Regions from separate parts of the Pan troglodytes genome. Here regions 1 and 3 are each linked to region 2. The links are chromatin contacts, called in public Hi-C maps. All regions are on one chromosome and are shown on one strand. Each heading gives the region's core, a stretch centred on a gene start, on an enhancer-like site or on the middle of the called end of the contact. The rest is flanking DNA. Distances are from core to core; before and after follow the strand shown.

Evidence for each region. A called contact is a pair of places that touch in the nucleus more often than the background predicts.
Region 1: a contact with region 2 is called in a Hi-C map of stem cell-derived neural progenitor cells, with 2.3 times the contacts expected there. The contact joins the enhancer-like site here to the promoter of FGGY in region 2. A contact is called at or near these places in 1 of 7 Hi-C or Micro-C datasets (stem cell-derived neural progenitor cells) and 1 of 1 datasets of contacts at active chromatin or transcription factors (stem cell-derived excitatory neurons).
Region 3: a contact with region 2 is called in a Hi-C map of stem cell-derived neural progenitor cells, with 6 times the contacts expected there. The contact joins the enhancer-like site here to the promoter of FGGY in region 2. A contact is called at or near these places in 2 of 7 Hi-C or Micro-C datasets (induced pluripotent stem cells and stem cell-derived neural progenitor cells) and 1 of 1 datasets of contacts at active chromatin or transcription factors (stem cell-derived excitatory neurons).

The regions. Positions count from the first base shown.
Region 1 is chr1:171,237,678-171,240,377 of NHGRI_mPanTro3-v2.0_pri, reverse strand. The region is part of intron 15 of FGGY (FGGY carbohydrate kinase domain containing); the gene reads left to right. Among named protein-coding and RNA genes, the nearest start is that of HOOK1, 54 kb to the right of the region's middle. Within about 2 kb of position 1,342, at least 7 of the 24 cell types and tissues checked have an H3K27ac peak or open chromatin away from gene starts, as enhancers often do. A contact at or near this core is called in stem cell-derived neural progenitor cells, where this site is marked.
Region 2 is chr1:171,696,501-171,699,224 of NHGRI_mPanTro3-v2.0_pri, reverse strand. It overlaps FGGY (FGGY carbohydrate kinase domain containing), which reads left to right and starts at 1,456. Exons shown (of 19, transcript XR_002938170.3): 1 at 1,456-1,640. LOC107966858 (a long non-coding RNA gene) reads right to left here and starts at 1,263. Exons shown (of 3, transcript XR_008547684.2): 1 at 956-1,263; 2 at 1-514.
Region 3 is chr1:171,298,775-171,301,474 of NHGRI_mPanTro3-v2.0_pri, reverse strand. All of the region lies in intron 14 of FGGY (FGGY carbohydrate kinase domain containing), which reads left to right. Among named protein-coding and RNA genes, the nearest start is that of HOOK1, 110 kb to the right of the region's middle. Within about 2 kb of position 1,349, at least 3 of the 24 cell types and tissues checked have an H3K27ac peak or open chromatin away from gene starts, as enhancers often do. A contact at or near this core is called in induced pluripotent stem cells and stem cell-derived neural progenitor cells, where this site is marked.

The sequences.
Region 1 (2,700 bases), core at 93-2,592, 460 kb after region 2:
TTATATCTCCATCAAAGGACCCAGTAGCATCTGCTCATTCTTTTACTCTTTGTATCACTTGGCATCAAAGGCTAAAAAATGACGTTGGGCAGTATTTTAATCCCAATTCAACAAAATATTAGTTTACTGAATTCCTGCTATATTCAAGGCATTATGCTGGGCTCCAGGCAGGTGTTACAGGGGAATAAAACACAATTTAATTTAGGCACATAAGATTATTTTAGAACAACGGGATAAGTTCCACAATTGAAGTATTGCCAGGTGACAAAGTTGCCCAAGGAAGAAAGAGATGGGAGCCTGTAGAGATGAGAGAATGCTTTTGGGAGGAGGTTATGTCCAAGCTAACTTTAAGCACTTGTAAGAAATTGGTAGACAGGCCAAGGCAAGAAAGAACATTCATAGTAGAAGGAATAACATGTACAGTTATAAAAGTGGGAGCAGCATAGTACATTCAGGTTACTATAAACAACTCATAATCCAGAAACACAAAGTATGAGATGGGGAATGGCAGGAAGTGGGACTAGGGAAGGATAGAATTGGGTAGGGGGAGGTCAGCTCATAAATACCTTGGAGGCCATGCCGAAGACCTCCAACCTCATCCTAAGGCAGAATAGAGATGCTGAATTCTAAGCAGTGGTGAGATCTGGTCAGATGCAGATCAGAAAAATCCCTCTTAAAGGATCCATTACAGGGGGCTCAGGGTAGAAATAAAGGGTCCAGATAAAAGGCTTTTTCAAGAATCCAGGCTAGAGATGTAAAAGACCTCTATTAATTTGCTGGTAGTGATTTTGAAGATGAAGGGGCTGTTGTGGAAGTGCTTTTATAATTTTAGGAAAGTATTCGAGGTTAAGACCTAAAAGCAAATTCCACTTAACATGATGAACAGGCAAATGTGCAGATCCCACTGAAGCAGGATCAGTATTTAACAGAATTGGAAATGTTCATGGAAAAGCAATCCACTTTCTTTTCATTTCCTTTAACTTCACATAGAGTCAGGCTGCTAACCCTCCAAATATAAACCCTTCTCTAAAGGCCAGAGTGGAAGGTACAGGCATTGCGTAGGGGAGCTCCATGCAGGAAGGTGGAGAGATCTGAGTTCCCACTGGCAGTAGGAGCTATGGGCTGCTGTCCCTGTTTCTGTTCCCTGGAGGCAGCTGGAGCATCCCTCTTTTTGTGAAATTAGAAAGATTGTCTTTCTCCATCTCTTCCCTGACCCTCCCAAGACTTTTCAGGGAAGTTTTTCAGTTCTTTCCGTAAACCCCACGTGTTCAGAGAGTCCTCCGCTGCTTGCTGGGAGCTGGCAGCTGGCAGCTGTTCTCTGCGAAGGAGGCGGCACACACGGTGCTTTAGCACCATCTGCAGGCAACCCAGAGATTTGCAAGGAGACGGGAGAAGCCATTTTCCTTCTGAGCCAACCTCATCTCATTGCCTAATAGATCACACTGTTAACGATGTGGGACGACATTTACTTAGGCCTCTGCCACACAGAAGCAGGGACTGAGTTGAGGCACATTTTGAAGAGAGGGGATTCAGCTGATTTTAAAATTCACAGTCACGGAGAGTGTAATTTAGTGACTATAGTTTAATAAGTAAATGTTTAGGATGACCCCAAATTCCATTATTATGCCCAGTCCAAATTTATATGTGGCTCTGGAAGAGTCACTTAAACGTGCTTTGAAAAATTTGGTGCATTGAAAGACACTATCAACAGAGTAAAAAGGCAACTCACAGAATGAGAGAAAACATTTGCTTATCATACATCCAGTAAGGGATTGATATCCAGAATATATAAATGTATAAAGAACTCCTAAAACTCAACAACAACAAAAAAGCAAAAACAACCCAATTCAAAAGTGGGCAAAGGACTTGAATGGATATTTCCCCAAAGAAGATTTATAAATGACCAGTAAGCACGTGATAGGGTATTCAACAGCACTATTAGGAAAATCAAAACTACCGTGAGGTACCACCTCACACATTAGGATGCTACTATTTTAAAACAGAAAACAACAAATGTTGGCAAGGATGTGGAGAAATTGGAAGCTCTGTGCATAGTTGGTGAGAATGTAACATAGTATCGCTGCTGCAGAAAACACTATGGCCATTCTTCAAGAAATTAAGAATAGAATTAACATGTGATTCAGGAATTGTATTTCTGAGTATATACCCAAAAGAACTGAAAGTAGGGTATGGAAGAGATATTTCTACATTCATGTTCACAGCAACATTATTCATGATAGCGAAAATCATGAGAGCAACCTAAGTGTTCATTAGTAGATGAACATATAAATGAAGAATGATATGTGCATACAATGGAGTATTATTCAGCCTTAGAAAGAAGCAATTTCTGACATGCCACACATCAGTGAACCTTGAGGATATTATTCTAAGTGAAATAAGATAACCACAAAAAGACAAATACTGCATGATTCCACCTATGTAAAGAATAAGGCCAGTGCACAAAGTTGTGGCAAAGTTGTCAGTATTAACATTGTAAATCAAGTGTGTGTGAAGGGGTGCTCACCTTAGCTCCCTTCTAGCAATTTTGAGATTCTAAAGTCAAGAAATCTATCTCATGTAGTGAAAGAATTCCTTACCGTTATATTGTCACAGAGCATCATTAGTAGGAGCAAATTGTTCCTAAAATAATTCTACAACTAATAAATTTGGATGCTCATAGAGTAGGTTTTAGTAGTACCT
Region 2 (2,724 bases), core at 207-2,706:
TCTTGGGGTACGTTGAAACAGATCTGGAAGCAATGTCTTCTGTGTATTAAGCATCTAACACTTTACAAAGCATTTTCATATGTCTTACCACATTTGTTCTTCATAATGTTCTGAAAAGGTAAGATGAATACATCTTATTATTCCTATTGAACACTTGATTCACACAGCTGCTAAGTAACAGATTCCAACGAGTCTATAGCTAGGTCTTTGGGTATGTTGCTGGTAATGAAAAGGTGAACAATCATGGTGCAGAAGAAAGAAAATGAGCCAAACCAGGATCCCTGGTAGAGTTGTAGTGCAAAGACTGGGGCTAATTGTGTGGCCTCAGCCTCACTGGGCTGTTCTCCTCACCTGTAAGGCCAAGATAAGAACACTTATTTACTTCGGGGTTGTTGTGAAGATAGCAGACAATCTTAGTGCACCTGCCACTTAAGATCAGTTCAGTGAAATTATTACCTTTCACAGGTGTGTCTTTGGAAAATCACTTCCCTTTCCTGGATCTCAGTTTTCTTTTCTAGGAAAACAACATGTTTGGACTCAGCGACTGCTAAACTGTCTCCCAAACCTCGAACTCCCTCAGCCTGGGATCCTGCCATTTATGAAAATAGTTCGGATTGGAGCTCAGGTTGGAATTCTCGCTTTAGTTGCTTGCTAGCTGTGTGTCCCAGTAAAAGCGAAAAATTTCGGATTCCCCACATCTGTAGAATAGGGATACATAACATGCAGCTTATTAGAAAGGGAAGGCATGTGAGAAATAAATTAGGTCCGTGTCCAGTACCCACTAAATTGTAAAAACTTCTCAAAGGCAGGGACCCATCTGTTTTGTAGATTTACAGAATGTCATACGTTGAAGTACGGGGGTTCGCCACGGGATTAGAAAATTTCTGTAGAGTAAGGAACAAGACACAAGGTAAGCATTCAAGAATTGTAACCATGCAATATTCTTATTTCTTACAGCCGCCTACAACAGTCCTGGTGTTTAGTAAACGGTCTGACACACACACCCATCCGGGGCTGCGGACAGTCCGCCTGGGTAAGCTCCGCAAGGTGAGTCCCCAGAGCCGGGAACTCGCAGCCTGAGCAGACGCAGCGTAGCCGATCTTGGGTCCGCGCTCCTCCCGCCTTGCCCAGCCCTGCCCGCGGTTGGCTAGGCCCCAGGGAACGCTGCAGCCGCGGGGTGGGCAGGCGACGGCCAATCCCACGCCCGGTTCAAAGGGCCAATCAGGCCGCGCTTTACAGGGGCCGCGCTTTACAGGGGCCGCGCCGGCGGGGGCGGGATCGCGCGCGAGGCGGGGCTGTAGCCGCCCCGGGACCGCCCTGCTCAGGCGCCGTGGGGTTCGGCGCGGCTACGTGCAGAATCCGTCTAGCTAAAATGTAATTTCAGATTGGACAAGTACTGTAAGTGACCCTCCTCTCAGTCCCACGTGGGCGCTGGGGCTTTTGCTGGTGCGCAGGCTCTTAGCGCGCACGCCCAGAAAGAGGCTTCTCCAACCCGGCCCGGCCCTTCCTTCCCCTTTCCCGCAGTCGTTGCCTCCTCCTCCCCTGCCTCCTCCTCCCCTTCCTCCTCCTGGCCGCTTAGTCTCACACCCGCCGGGCCGTTGTTCCCGAGACGTTGTTGAGTCCCCTGTGTCCTCTTCTGGGTGAGGCGTCCGGCCACTTAAGGGAAGGGAAGGGAAGGGTCGGCCTTGACTGCATCCCCAAGGCTGCCTGTTAGGTGTCTGGAACCCGTGCTGCTTCCTCTCCGATCAGTGCCCACTTATATGTATTCAGTACTCTTTCTCTCCTCCCCTTACCCTTGTAGGACATTTTCCTGGCATTTGAGGAGCCTTTAATTCACGTCTGGCTACCGAAGGCATTTTTAGGCTAGTGTTGCTTGTAGATTTAAACGCTTCCAGCACTTGTGATAATGTTTGAGGCACAGCTGAGTTTAGATGAGATAATGCTGTTTGGTTACAGTTATCCTGAGTAGAAAGGCCTAGGGGTATCTTTTCATTTTTAGCCGTTTCCTTTTTATTTAAAGATTGACAAGGGGCCGGGCGCGGTGGCTCACGCCTGTAATCCCAGCACTTTGGGAGGCCAAGGCGGGTGGATCACGAGGTCAGGAGATCGAGACCATCCAGGCTAACACGGTGAAACCCCCGTCTCTACTAAAAATACAAAAAATTAGGCGGGCGTGGTGGCGGGCGCCTGCAGTCCCAGCTTCTCGGGAGGCTGAGGCAGGAGAATAGCGTGAACCCAGGAGGCGGAGCTTGCAGTGAGCTGAGATCGCGCCACTGCACTCCAGCCTGGGGGACAGAGCGTCTCAGAAAAAAAAAAAAAAAATTGACAAGGTGCAAAATGGTGAATTTCCCTCATCATGGGCTGTTTTCCACTAAAGCACTTCTGTGTCTTAACACAAATTTCTTCCCTGAAGAGTCAGTCATGACATGACCAAAGTCTGAAAAGCAGTTAATCCTTAGGTTAAATTTTAAAGTATGAGACCAGGAGGGGTGAGGTGCTTATTCTTTTGACTTGTAAATCAGAATGAAAGAAGGGAAAGTCTTTTATTTTGTGGCTGTTATTTAAATGGTAGAGTTTTGCTTTGTATAGTTTTTGCTTGCTTTTCCTCTTTTTTTTCTATGATCCACCACGTGTATGTCCTGATTTTTTTCCTTTTTAACTTGCTTGCTGGATTTTCCAGCCAGATGACTGCCGCTTGGTCTTCTGGGAGTCTCCTGTTAATGG
Region 3 (2,700 bases), core at 100-2,599, 400 kb after region 2:
ATAAAATTTATCATCTTAACCATTTTTAAGTGTACAGTTTGGTGGTATTAAGTTCATTCACATTATTGTGCAACCATCACCACCATCCATCTCCGGAACTCTTTTCATCTTGCAAAACTGAAACTTTACCCGTTAAACAATAACTCTGCATTGCCCCCTCCCCCAACCCCTAGCAACCACCATTCTACTTTCTGTCTCTGTGAATTTAACTACTCTCTAGATACCTCATATAAGTGGAATCATACAGCATTTGTCTTTTGTTGACTGGCTAATTGCATTTAGCATAATGTTCTCGAGGTTTATCCATGCTGTAGCACGTATCAGAATTTCCTTCCTTCTTGGTTGTATTCTTAATGCAACATAGCTTGTTCTCTGTGGTCTGCTGATTATAACCATCGTCGCTGTGAAGACTTTGGCGTGCTTAACATTTTTGTGACTTCTTTCCAGTGGGGGAAATAGATAGCTCAGTTGTGGATGATAGCAGCAATGGGAAGCAGTATTTGAGAAGAAATCAGACTCTCTTCTTCCAGTCTTTTGCAAGTAGGTGACACAAGAGGTAAACAGAATTGCATGCTGTGCCCCTCCACATCACCCCCTATTTTCTTTGTTTCTTCTGCCCAAGGCTTCAGTCAATCAGAGAAGCAATGAGAGTTGAAGATTTTAAAAGTGGGTTTTCAAATAAGACAAGCTTGGGTTCCAGTCCTACCTCTGAAACTTACTAAATATGTGATCTTGGGTAACGTGATTGAACTCTCTGAGCCTCAGTTCTGTAATCTGTACATAGAGATAATAATACTTTTATCAAAAAAGCATGCCTTTTTTTTCCTTCTGATTGATGAGATGCTTTCTGTATTTTTTCTGGATTTAAACATAGTTTCCAAAGTTAAAATATTAATAGTACTTTTCCCTGTCCCATTGGGTTGTTTAGAAATGTAATGTGATATATGACATTTTGGCCTCTCTGAGATGTCTTGTTCCAGCCCAAAGATTATTAGAGAACCTCATGTCATTTGAAAGGAGAGAAAGATAATTTATTGATAAGGTTCTGCATGTCATATGTATCATTTTTTTCTCATCAAAAACACTGAGTAGAACTCTATTATGGTACTTGGTCCTTTACTTCATACTTTTCTATCTTCCCAGCTAGTCAGAACCACGCCCACCCCGCAGTTCCCACCCCTTGGTCAGTACCTAGCATTATGCCCAGAAAAACTACAGATGCTTCTTCACACTCCCCTCCAACCCCCACACCCCCATTACCAAAGTGTTTCTATAATGCTCTGGGAATCAGCATCTCAATTCCCCCATGGCCTCATGGTTAAACATACCATTCATTCGACCTCTCAACTGTGACAAAGAAAGAAGCCTGGGTGTAGAAACTGATTTCAGCTCCCCTCTGAAGTTGGGCGTCTCTCTTTGCTGACCACTTGGGAATTTTTTTTTTCTTGCTTCTGACCCACCTCTCCCCTTTCTTTTGATAAACAGGACAGCTGCCCCCAGAGGGATGAATCCATTACCTTTCACCAGAGTTGAGTTCATTTTCCATTTTATGTTTCTGTTTAAGGAGAAAGCCCTTTAAAAGCGCAGCGCATACATTGAGCGCGTGTACTTAATTTTTAATATGTGTGTGCCCACAGCCAAGAGAACAGAGAACCTTAAATAATAATGAAACTGAATTGTACATGTCGTATGTTTTATGTGGCACTGATTCCTAAATATGCTCCTAGCAGCCAGGTATTATTTAATACATCCCCATTAATCAAGCTGCCAAATCTAAATGAAAACCATGTTTAAATATGTTTAATAAGATTATAGCTTTTGGTTGAATATCAAACTAACATAGCTACATTTTTCCTTCCAGCCAGCTCTCATTTACTGTCTTACATTTTTATTCTGAAAGCTTTTGTACTATCAAACCAATCTTGATTATAAAACAAATTATACCACAAACTTTTAGTATCGTGAGCTTCAGCTGAGTCCCTCAGTGTAAATGTTAGGAGAAAGAACAGTTCTGAGATTTTTTTTCTGGCTAAAAAATGATATTTTTCTTCTTCTTGGGGTGAGCCTTTGAGTTTAAAAGGAAATTAAAAATTCAATTAGAGATACTAAATTGTTTGTAGCTTCTGTATTAAATGATGTCTGTCTTTTGCATAGTTATTGAAAGTGTTTCATATTAAATGTACTTTTTCTTTTTGACGGTTCGGGCTTCTGTTAGTTTTGCAATAGTGACACCTAGGGGCTGTAGAGAACATTGCATGGGCTGCTAAAATCTCAAAAACAATCCCTCTGCTCTTTTGCCATGGATAGAAAAAGTATTTGTGGGTCATTGGGGCTGATGGAGAAAGAAGGCACATGGTACCCTGGGCGAGGTAGGTTTCCAGTTCTATTTACCAGGCTTCCAATATGCAAACAAAAAAAGGAGGTAAATAAAAAGAGGTTTTTATAAAAATAACGAACTAGCTGAACTTGGAGTAACATACAGTATTCTAGCAGATTTTTAAAGTTATTAATAAAACAGCATCGTATTTATTAACATGTTTAATTCTTGTTCTTATTTGCAACAGTTTGCCTGCTGTTCTTGCCTTTGTAACAGGCATGTCCCGCGTTGATTGCAGAGAAGTGATGACTGCATGTGGTGCTTTGACTTGTTGTTCTGTGCGAATGTCTCGCTTCTCACATCTCCAATTCTTCTATTTGCCT